Regions from separate parts of the Gossypium arboreum genome. Here region 2 is linked to region 1. A link is a contact called in public Hi-C data. All regions are on one chromosome and are shown on one strand. Each heading gives the region's core, a stretch centred on a gene start, on an enhancer-like site or on the middle of the called end of the contact. The rest is flanking DNA. Distances are from core to core; before and after follow the strand shown.

Region 1 (5,481 bases), core at 1,864-4,363:
CTTCCACCTGTAAACCGACCACGACCTCGATGATATGGTTTTCTTCCACGACTGGATGATGCACCCATGTTAAAGTTCTGGGATGATTCAAAATTGCCTTGAACACCATCAGGTTGCAACTTACAATTCCCACCCATTGTTGGTCCATTTGTCGAGATACCTTGTAATGCACTGTTGAATTGTTGGCCCTGCATGCCCATTCCAAATGTTCCATTTTGTCCTGCAATCCCCATCCAAGGTGCAGAGGCTAGTGCAGCAAATAAGTTTGACTGGCCACCAGGTAAGATCAGATTAGGAAATGTATTCGAACTAGGATCAAATTGCTGCTGCTGATATGGCATCATGGTTGGCATCGCTGGGGTCGGTAAAGGAATGGGTTGCTGTTGATAATTCTGCGAGAGCAATGACATACCTTCTGCAGAAATCCTGTTTGGAAAAATAGCATTTTGTGGGTGCTGGACTGGCATTCCATTAGTCCAAACTCCATTTGAAGGTGTAATAATACCAGAAGACTGTGGCACGACCGAAAATGGTGGAACAAAGCCAGATCCACCAACAAAATTTTGTTCTCCCATGACAGAAGATGAACAATTATGATTAACCAAAGATGCTGAGATTGTGGTGAAATTATGTTGATTCTGACCCATTCCGGTTGATGTTTGCTGGGATGAGTTCTTATCAGTTTTCCAACATCCATTCTTACTCTTATTTTTCTTTTTATTGCTTTTCCGGTTTCCCACTCTCTGGTCATTCATGGCTCTCTTTGTCATTTTTTGCATCCTCCTGTACTCGGCCTCCTTTTCATCATCTGAAAACTCAGCATCATCTGATAACTCCTCATCATTCTCACCGGATGCATCATATCCTTTCTTGTGAAGATTCTTTTCATTGAGAACATGATTAGCAAATTCAGGGACAAAAGAGATAGAAGTGCCTTCATGGATCCCAGCAGGGACTTCACTCTCAGAATTATATCGTACGACATAATATGGGTTCTTTACAGGTCCAAAGATTTCATCCACAAATCCCAATGGAGATCTGTCTGCAGTAATCCAAAGAATCGAACCTTCATTCAGAGGATTGTGCTGCTCTCTTCCTTCAACAATAACTTTGGTACTAATCACCTGTAGTAATGAAAGGAACATCATTAGACAAACCTCGTGATTAAAGATCACCAAGCTCTGAGAACATAGCTATGTGATTGTTTAACAAAATTCAAATAAAAATTTAAGGTTTGGCCTTTGTTATTTGCAACAGAGGTTCCAACTTGCCCTTACCGACAAAACAACTCCAACAGGCAGCATCTGATGATGGGGTTGCAGTTCAACATCCAGTGGTGGAACTTGGGGAAGAACCTACCAAATTTAACAGCATTTATTATGCACTACTTTAATCATATAGTTCAGAACTAAAGAGTGCATGAGAGAGAATTCTAGATATAGGTTTCTGCGGTTGACAAGAGAGGATTAGAGTGCGATGAAACGCCTGATCTCTATCAAGCAAGAATCAGAGTGCAATAAAGTCTAATGGTCATGAGCTTGGATGGGTTAAAAATATACAGCCAAAGTTAGCCAAATAGGGCTCCAATTGCAAACAAGGTTAATATAAGATTACCACATCAAAGTACATGGATGCAAAGATCCACTACGAGCCAGACTCAATTAAATTGAAGAGATATGACATGGTTTCATCATGTGGAACTTAATCCGCAATCTCAGCAGAGCAAAAAACAATAACTTCCATCCAAAAGCATGTCAAAACATCTTTGAACAAGCAAAAGTTCAGTACAGAATGATTTTATCTCTTATTATAGACTACTCCAATAAACAACAGAAAGAAACACGTTACAGCTTGACTTGGAAATATTAGACATAAAAAGCACACAAACATGATACAAATACACATGAATATCTCAAAATCAATATAACAAATACTAAAATATAAAAAATCATATAAAGATAAGATACCACGATTATGATCTAACAAAGTACACAAACATGACATGAATACACAACAATAAGGAATATAATAGAAGCACAAAAGGAACTTCTAAAAGATATAACCAAAGCTACAATTTTACCTCAACTTCATTCTTAGACTTGATGGGACCTCTCAAAGCACCAGCATCTTCCTCCTCATCATCTACCTCATCAAGTTCAATATCTAACGCACTAAGGATTTCATCTGTTCCGTCCTCTTCATCATCATCCTCCTCCTCCTCCTCGTCATCATCATCACTGTCAGTTCCATCAACGGCCACCTCTTCATTAATACCTATTATCTCACCTTCTTCAAGTTCATCTGCACCATCCATATTTTTAGCCTCCCCCTTCACTTTTTCTTTATCCTCTTCCTCTTCGTCTTCGCCCTCCTCCTCCTCATCCTCGTCATTATCATCATCACTGCTACTACTAGAAGATGATGAAGAAGAAGAACATTCACTGTCAGACTCTGAACTACTACTTCCACTCTCTAATCCGTCAACCAAACTAACGTTTCCAATCACTTCTTCAATAGGTAAACTCAGATTCCCTTCTGGTTTTGACTCTTCTTCCACCTTCACCATACAGCCTGACTCACCTCTAACCGGCTCAGACCCACAAACAATTGGCTTGAGCCCATCAAAATCTTCTGCTTTTGATTCCTCAATAGATAAATTCAGATTGCTTTCTGGTTTTGACGTATCTTCTTCTACCTTCACTGCACGGCCCGGCTCACCTTCAACCAGCGCAGACCCATGAACAATTGGTTTGAACCCATCAAAATCTGACTCAGACCCATTAAAGCCAAGCTCGCTTACATGGGTTTTGTCAAATTTATCTTCTTTACCAATCTCCATACTGTTATCAATATCGGCAAATACACTCTCTTCTAACTCAATCCTATCTAAATCTGGGAAACCTTCAAACCACTCCTTTAAATTATCGCTGAACATTAAAATAAAATTAAAGAGAGAACGCCCCAAATACTTTATTTTTCTGCTATTCTAATGGAAATAGAGAAAACGGAAGAATGATAATAGGAAAGAAAATGAGTGGCAGAGTTAGGGTTTTACATAAGGGTTTAGAAGACGCATAGACGTACACGCATATTCCACCGAAACGACGTTGTTTAATGCAGGGGATTTTAGAAAGAAAATGTTTAAGTTTGTCAAACCTACTCTTAATAAATTTAAAATTTAGTCTTTATACTTTAATTTTAAAATATTAAATTTTTAAATTTTTATTTAAAATCTTAGTCTCTCTATCTAATTTTTTCGTTAGTAGCTGTTATAAAAGATAAAATAATATCTTTATCTTTCAATGTTTATAGTTTTTGTCAATTTGATCATTATCTTTTAAAGTAAATAAAAATTTAAAATTAATATTTTCCATATTTTAAATAAAAATATAAGAATTAAAAAATATATTTTAAAAACTAAAATTATGAAAATATAAAATATTTAAAATTAAAAAATAAAAGTTATTTTAAATATATACAAATCCCAAAATTCAATGTGACCTAAATCGGAATGGACTAGTTAGATTAAGAATTGATTGGGATATCGGTCTAGTGAGAGATAAAAAATCGATTGATCTATCAATATGGACTAGTTGAATCGACAATTGAACTGATTTTTATCAATTTTTAATATTTTTATTTTTAATATTTTATTTACTTTAAACTGATTAGACTGTTAGTTTCAAAAACATTGCCAAGTTTCAAAAAAAATTTACTTGCTTAGTCTGGTTGGGTTACACAAACCATGAATACCTCTTATTACTATTCAAGTAGTAAATAACATTTTTTTTTTGAAATTTTGGCAATATTTTTGGAACCAGAAATAGCAGTTGAACTGGTCAAACCAATCGGTTCTCAGTTCAAACGGTTTGATTAGTTCAAAATAAATAAATTATTAAAAAATTAAAAATAAAAATATTAAAAACTATAAAAAATTGGTTCAACGATAGATTCAACCAGAATTCGATTCAAACCAATTTGTGTCAGTTCATGGTTTTTATCTCTCACTAGATCGATATCTTAGTCAATTATGGGCCAACTAGTTTGACCGAACGGTTTGGTCTAGTTTACACAACATTCAATTTTGAATTTTTTAAATATTTAAATTTATTTTTGAATTTTAAATAAATTTTATTTCTTTCATAATTTTAGATTTATTTTAATATATATAGTTTTTATGTTTTTATCTAAAATATGGAAAAGTTATTTTTAAAATTTTAAATATTTTTTTCCATATTGACAAAATATGGAAAAATAATAACTTTTAAAGGGTAAGGACTAAATTAACAAAAAAATTGTAAATATTAAGGGCTAAAAATGCTATTTGATCTTTTTATAACAACCACTAACGGAAAAATTAGACAAAGGGATCAAGATTTTCAAATAAAAAGTCATAAAGATTCAATTTCTTAAAATTAAAATATAGAAATTAAGTTTTAAATTTCAAAAATAGTACAAAGAACTTTGACATATTTAAAACAAAGATATATTCCTTCGAAACAAAGTTGTTTAGTATAGTAGATTAAAAAAAAAGAATAGTGTAAACTATACAAATGATTTATATTACATCTTAAAAGTTACAATATGATCACTCATGTTATTGGTTTATTACATTTTGATCACTGAGCAGTTAAATGCTATTAACAATGGAACTATAAGTCGTGGGTGGCACTATATATTATTATTTCTGATAATACTCTAGAACGACATATTTTTATGTGTTAATTGTATGTTTATTTTGAGTATGACCCTACTAATTTGAGCTATTTATGGTCTTTTATTTTTCAGGCACCAAAATGGAGGCAAAAGGAAATTTAAGGGCAAAAAGTGCAAACTTGAAGAAATGGGCCAACATGCGACATAAGGAAAAAGGTGGTGCCAAAAATGCAAGTATGGAAGACATAAGGGCAAAAGTGCAAAAGAAGAGATTTTATAGCACAAGACTCTATTTAATGTTTAATTATATTAGGATAATTATTAAGGATAATTATTTAGATTTAATTTTAGGATTTATTTTCATTTATCTTTAATTATCTTTATTTATTTGTATTTATTTTTTAGAATTTAATTAGGAATAGGCTAGGTTTCTTAGGACTATAAATAGGGGATGAAGTGACACAAATTTCGTCCATCTTCTTCTGTAAACATTCTCTCCCCCCATAAGTTTAGCCTTTTTGTTCTTTCCATATTTTTCCAATAAAAATTCCATTTTCAGTATATTTTTTCCCCAAAAATCATGAGTCACTAAATCTATCTAGCTGAAGGTTGTCAAAATTCACCAAAAAGGGTTCTTGAGGCTTAGAATCCGTACTTAGCCTTCTCGACGAATATTCATCGCTTCTCCGCATTACGGGGTTGACGCTTCCGTCCATGTCCTTTAAAAGGTGATCTTTTCAACGTGTGCAAAGGTGGCTGCTTTGTAAGTCTTGGGAAGGTTGCACAGTCGGTTCGTTAGCTTACTGCGTCAGAGGTTGGTGAGCC
Region 2 (5,673 bases), core at 2,930-5,429, 220 kb before region 1:
AATTATAATAAATTTTTATTTTGATCATTCATTTTATCTTTTAAAAATTATTTTATCTTTTAAAAATTAATATTAATTTTTTCTAGTAAAAAATCTGAGGTTTTATAGAGAATTGCCTATTTTTTTTATAGAATTTTTACATGAAAATGCCATTTTATCTTTTTTATTTGTTTTGTTTTGTTTTATTTTATTTTAGAACTTTTTTCGTTTTTTCAAGGAAAAATATGGGATTTTATAGGAATTGTCCTAAGAAAAACCACTTTATCCTTTTAATATTCTTTATTTTTAAGAATTAATTTTAATTTTTAAGTAAAAAGAAAATTTTGAAATCTATAGAAAAACTTATAGAATTGAGTTACTAAAAAAAATTGAGTTTTATCTCCTTAGCTAAATATCTCAATTTATTGTAAAAGCTCATATTTTAAAAAAATTAATTTTAAAAAGTAAATGAGTGACCAAAATGAAAACTTATTAAAACTGAATAACTAACGTAAGATACAAATAACATTAAACTAACAAAGGTGACTAAAATAAAAATTTATTAAAGTTAAGTGATTAAAACGAAAATGATTATTAACGATGGTGCCCAATTTTTAATTTTTAATTTTTATTTTTGGTGCCTATAACAAAAACTTATGAATAGTTTACCCTAAATTTAAGTACAGTAATTTCAAGATTTAAAGGAAGCCATGGACAATATATAGCTCTGCAGCTTACCATTCTCTGTTACATATATGGGCATGTTATTGTATCTTTTTGAAACATGATCAACAATCTTCTCCATGCCCCTCGGAACAACATAAAATCTTTCAACACCGGTCTGCCAAAAAACAGCAACTTGTAATAAACTGAGAGAAGTGGAAGAGGAATGGGAAGATTTCAGGAAAAAAAAAACAGAAAGTATATAGGCAGTCTTTATATTATAATCGAGAGTGCAATTTAGTCCCTATAATGTACAACGGAATAATTCAATTCTTTTTATGTTTGATATACCAATACAGACCTGTAGAATTGATAGATTTCAACTCATATACTTCGACAGATTTCAGAAGTAAACGTCAGCATGTATACAACTTTTCAATGATAATGTTATCAGACATACAAGGATTAAATTACTAAGTTGTATATGGTACAGGGACTTCCAAGAGCAATACATGAAAGGAGGCAAGCAAGAGCAAGAAAAGGAATTACTGGTTCACCGATTAGAATGCCATCTCTTTCTCCAGTTGTGAATGTAAAGCCTCTGATGAAATGGTCTCCACCTAAGACGCAAGGAGAATGGATGCAATCCTTGGCATATAATGTTGAATAATGATTAAGGCCAATAAAATCAATACTGCCTCTCATATACTCAGTTTCTTCACTGGAAAATCTTGGCAGTTCACTCCTGTGGTACTGGCGCATTTCAGGAGGATAATCTCCAAATACCAGAGGATCTAAAACCCTGCTTAGTCATCACTTTTATTCGTGTTATATTGCAGAATATATCTTTACTCAACTCGGATTTTGATTCAGTTGATTCATGTAGTAGGTCTGAAGTTTGAATCTCATTATCCAAATATCGAAGTAATTGTGTTAAATGCATATACAGAAAGGAATATAGAATATCACCCTCCAAATCCATATTTGATTATATTTACTTTAAACACGCACCTAGTGGCAGAACCAATGGGCTGGAAGTGTCTGGCCTGTCTAAAATGAAAAATTTTTTATTTAGACTTTTTATAATTTATAAAATTTTAAATTAATAATAATAAAATTATACTTTGGCCTTAAAAAATGCTAAAAATTTAATTTAATTTTTTAAAAATTATAAAGATATAAACTATTAAAATAATAAAATTATATTTTTACAATCATAAAAATATACAATTTAATTTTTACTCTCAAAAAAATTTCCTTAGTCCGCCACTACACATTCATGTATCCTAAAATATAAACGTGATTCAAAGTAACACTATGAAGGCTGAAAAGGAAATCTTAAAAGGAAAAGGAAAAAGCTGGCAGAAAGGGTAGGGTCATTATTGTGAGTTTCATAATTCATCCAAGTACCTTCATTTCCATTTGACACTTGTACTGTCATAATGGTTCCAAGATTTTGCATTTACTGTGGTTCACTAATTACATAAACAATCTGTCTTCTTCAAGTCAAGTGGATTCTAATTGGTTTGCTTTGGTTCACAACTTATTTAATGTCAGAATCCATGAGCCCAACCAACAATTAATGACAAAATTTTTTACTGGTTCAGAAGATTTGGTTATCTAGTAAACCAAGGAAATGGTCCAAGATCAAGTGGTCATTGAAAATGACAGCTCATATAACTCGTATGGTTTTATCTGGTTCATCATAAAAGAACGACCGAAACCAATGTTAAGTGCTACCATTAAACATGACCTTGCTGCTTAAATGTTCAATAAAATAAAGAGGAAACATATAAGTGCATTCACCAGGAATTTTCTTCTAGCATTAATAAAGCTTTAGGTTGAGATTACTTACCAGCCTCCTGTAAAAGCCAGAGCCCGATTCACGGCTTGACGATCGGATTCTACATCTCTTAGTGGTTCATACATATGTAAATGCACAACTAATCCTATCGAACCACCTTGTTTTGACTGCAGCAGCATCAAATTTGGGTAAAAAAAGATATCATGAAGCAAGGGTCAAGCTATAAACATATACGGAATCTCGTTCCTTAACCTGAAATCGTTCTCGGTATAGCTTAACAGCCTTGCCATGGGCTAATAACATGTTGTGAACAACTATAAGAGGCTCAATGTCTGCATTGCCAACTGAACAATTTCCGAAAGGTGGAGAACAATGAGCAGGTGGATAAAGTCCCCTAACATATGACATTTCTGCAAACATATTAGGCTCATTGATAGTTGTCCAGTACTTAACTCTATCGCCAAAGCTCTTGAAACAGGTTTCGGCCAAAAGAAGAAAATCATCCCTAAAAAAGAACTGAAAATTAGGCAACTTAACAACATGATTACTTCACAGCAAAAACATTTGGCTAATATGGAACAACTTGAATGACAGGAGAAATTACTGCATTAGTGGACTGAGCCAAGCCCCATATCTATCCTCCAGTTCTTGTGGAAGATCAAAATGGTGTATTGTCAGAAATGGTTCAATTCCTGCTTTTTGGAATTTGCTTAATCACATTACATCATTCTCAAGAATCTCAAGATACAATTTTATCCTAATTTTATCCTCTTACCCCTGAGCAAGAGGTTGTCTATAATTTTGTTATAGAACTTGATTCCACCTGGATTAACTTCACCAAACCTTCCTCCTGTTCCATCATCGAGGGATGTTAGAATTGTTATAATCTAAATCAAGTAAGTTTCTGGGTTTTGGAAGCCATACTAGGTAGAATTCTAGCCCATGAAATCGAAAACCGATATGCATTCACCCCAAGTGATTGTGCAATCTCAGCATCTACCTGGTAAATTATACATAAAACAAAGCAACAATCAAACCTTTTGTTTTATCATATATCTAAAGACTGAAATCAGTAACAAAGAATGAATTTATCAGTGAGACAATACCAAGAACAGATGGTAATCATCATCTGCATCATCTCCATTCTCATTGTTTTTAATGTTTCCTGACAAACATTTGATCAAATAGTTAAGCTTCAAACATGTGTGCTAAATTCCATGATATCTGCAACCTCAAAGTTCCTGTTTACCTGGAATATGAGTGAAAACATCCCAGTTGCTTAGGCCTTTTCCATCTTCAAGATATCCTCCTTCAACCTATACCATGAAAACCAAGAAGTAAAAAAAGACAAACACACTGCTAATAGCCATTGAAGAATATCCAAAGCTTGCTTAGCATGCCTGGTATGAAGAAACAGCTGTACCAAAGAGAAAGTTATCTGGGAATTCAGATCTTCTAACATCTTGGCTTTCGATCTCAAAACCTTCAGCATTAGAAGTAGAAGAAACAAGTAGATATACAACAAAAAAAATCAAAGAGACGTGGATTATGACATTAACAGGCATCTTAGAGAGAAAACAACAACAACAGCAGAAAGCAGAAAGCAGAAACAGAATCTACAGCAAAACTTGGGAATTATTGGTCAATAACCATAAAAGGACAATCACAAATTCGCAAAGTTGCAATTACTGCTAAACAAGTGGCCCATGCGCATAAGCCTTTTATTTGTAGTATATTATTGGTATAGGGTCGGAAGCAGTTCCTGTCCTAATCTAAAAAAATCCAATTTTTCTTATTAAAACAATTCTCTAATTGCTCCTCTATACTAGTATTATTGAAGTTAATTATTCGCTATATTTAATATTTATTTAAATATTTGATTTAAATGAATCAATGGAGTGAAGTAATTAAACTGAAAATCATAAAATTATTTAATCTGGTTTATTTAACTCTATTTGGAACTGGAAATTTCTTGTGTAGAGCCAATCAACGGCTACTCATATTCTTACTTAATTTTGGTGGGTGAAGATTGGAAAGAAAGGGGCAATCTATTAAAAAAGTATGATCATGAAATTGACAATATAATTACTACATTTAGTCTCAATGTCCCAGTTTGGATTAAAAAGATTTTGAGAATCAGTCTGGTTTTGTTTTAGTGTCTCTCCTGATTTTGTAAGTCCAGGGTTAGGTACGATTTGGATACGATAATTTTCTTCTTGGATTTCGAATTATATTTTATATATAAATTAATTATAATCAAATTCATATAATTTATTATTGTTCAATTTAAATTAATTATTATATTAATATCGATATTAACATAAAAATATTTTAAATAACAAAATATATTTTTTTGAATTCAACGAATCGATCAAGGTTTTGAGAAAACAAAATTTCTTATTTTGACACGAACATCTAGTGTCACGGGCCGCGGATTGAAATATGTGACAAATGCACATAGAACATCTCATGGAGGTCTACTGATTACATGAGGCCTATTTGACCCATTTGAACTAACCCGATTTGTGGAACATGTGGAGAAATCCATCTACTTGAACCCTTGGTAATCTAGTGTAATACTTTAGTAAAACTAGAGTTACCATGATGAATATTTGTAATCCTAAGAGATAAGATTGTATAAAGTTAAAATCCCTTAAGACTCATATTGCAGAAAGGCTTTGATCTCGACCGTTGATGTAATTTAAATTGTACTATTGGGTTTTTGGGAGTTCAACTATAAATAGAGGTATTCTCCCTCCTTTGTAATCATTCAGGTGTAATTCTTTAATGTACTAGAAACACTTTAAGAGCATTTACTCAAACTAGGTGTTATTAGTTTTCTTTTGGCTTTTCTGTTCACTTTTTGCTTTTTCGATTGAGAGTTTGCTTTTGCTTTATTTCGGTGCCTCAGAGAATTTTTGTTGAGAACTCTTATCTTTCTAGAGTTAGACTGACTTATGCAGACTTGAAGCTAAGTTTCTACCTAATGTCGTGCGGTTTGCGAGGCTTAAGTTCTAGCCTCATGATAGTTGGTATTTGAGCTAGTGCTCAGTAAGGCATCAATTGAGATGACAAAATGAGTAGATGAGCATGTTGAGTAGAGGGATATGTTGTTAGCTTTTGAAGGTCTGGAGACCAATCTTAAGGAATCCTTAGGTGATATCAAGGAAACACTAGAGGTAGTTGAGGGACCACCATAGAGTTAGACTCAATGAAATAGTAGCTCA

What was found. Hi-C and Micro-C count contacts between places; a contact is called where the count stands out from the background.
Region 2: a contact with region 1 is called in a Hi-C map of leaf, with 2.1 times the contacts expected there. The contact joins the promoter of LOC108461628 here to the promoter of LOC108464145 in region 1. A contact is called at or near these places in 2 of 5 Hi-C or Micro-C datasets (both in leaf).

What each region holds. Positions count from the first base shown.
Region 1 is chr13:112,705,063-112,710,543 of ASM2569848v2, reverse strand. It overlaps LOC108464145 (H/ACA ribonucleoprotein complex non-core subunit NAF1-like), which reads right to left and starts at 3,113. Exons shown (of 3, transcript XM_017764264.2): 1 at 2,081-3,113; 2 at 1,278-1,355; 3 at 1-1,124. The coding sequence starts at 2,935.
Region 2 is chr13:112,925,293-112,930,965 of ASM2569848v2, reverse strand. LOC108461628 (beta-glucosidase 18-like) reads right to left here and starts at 4,179. Exons shown (of 12, transcript XM_017761528.2): 1 at 3,847-4,179; 2 at 3,696-3,762; 3 at 3,553-3,611; 4 at 3,371-3,446; 5 at 3,222-3,296; 6 at 3,051-3,138; 7 at 2,699-2,951; 8 at 2,498-2,613; 9 at 1,192-1,444; 10 at 718-820. The coding sequence starts at 4,011.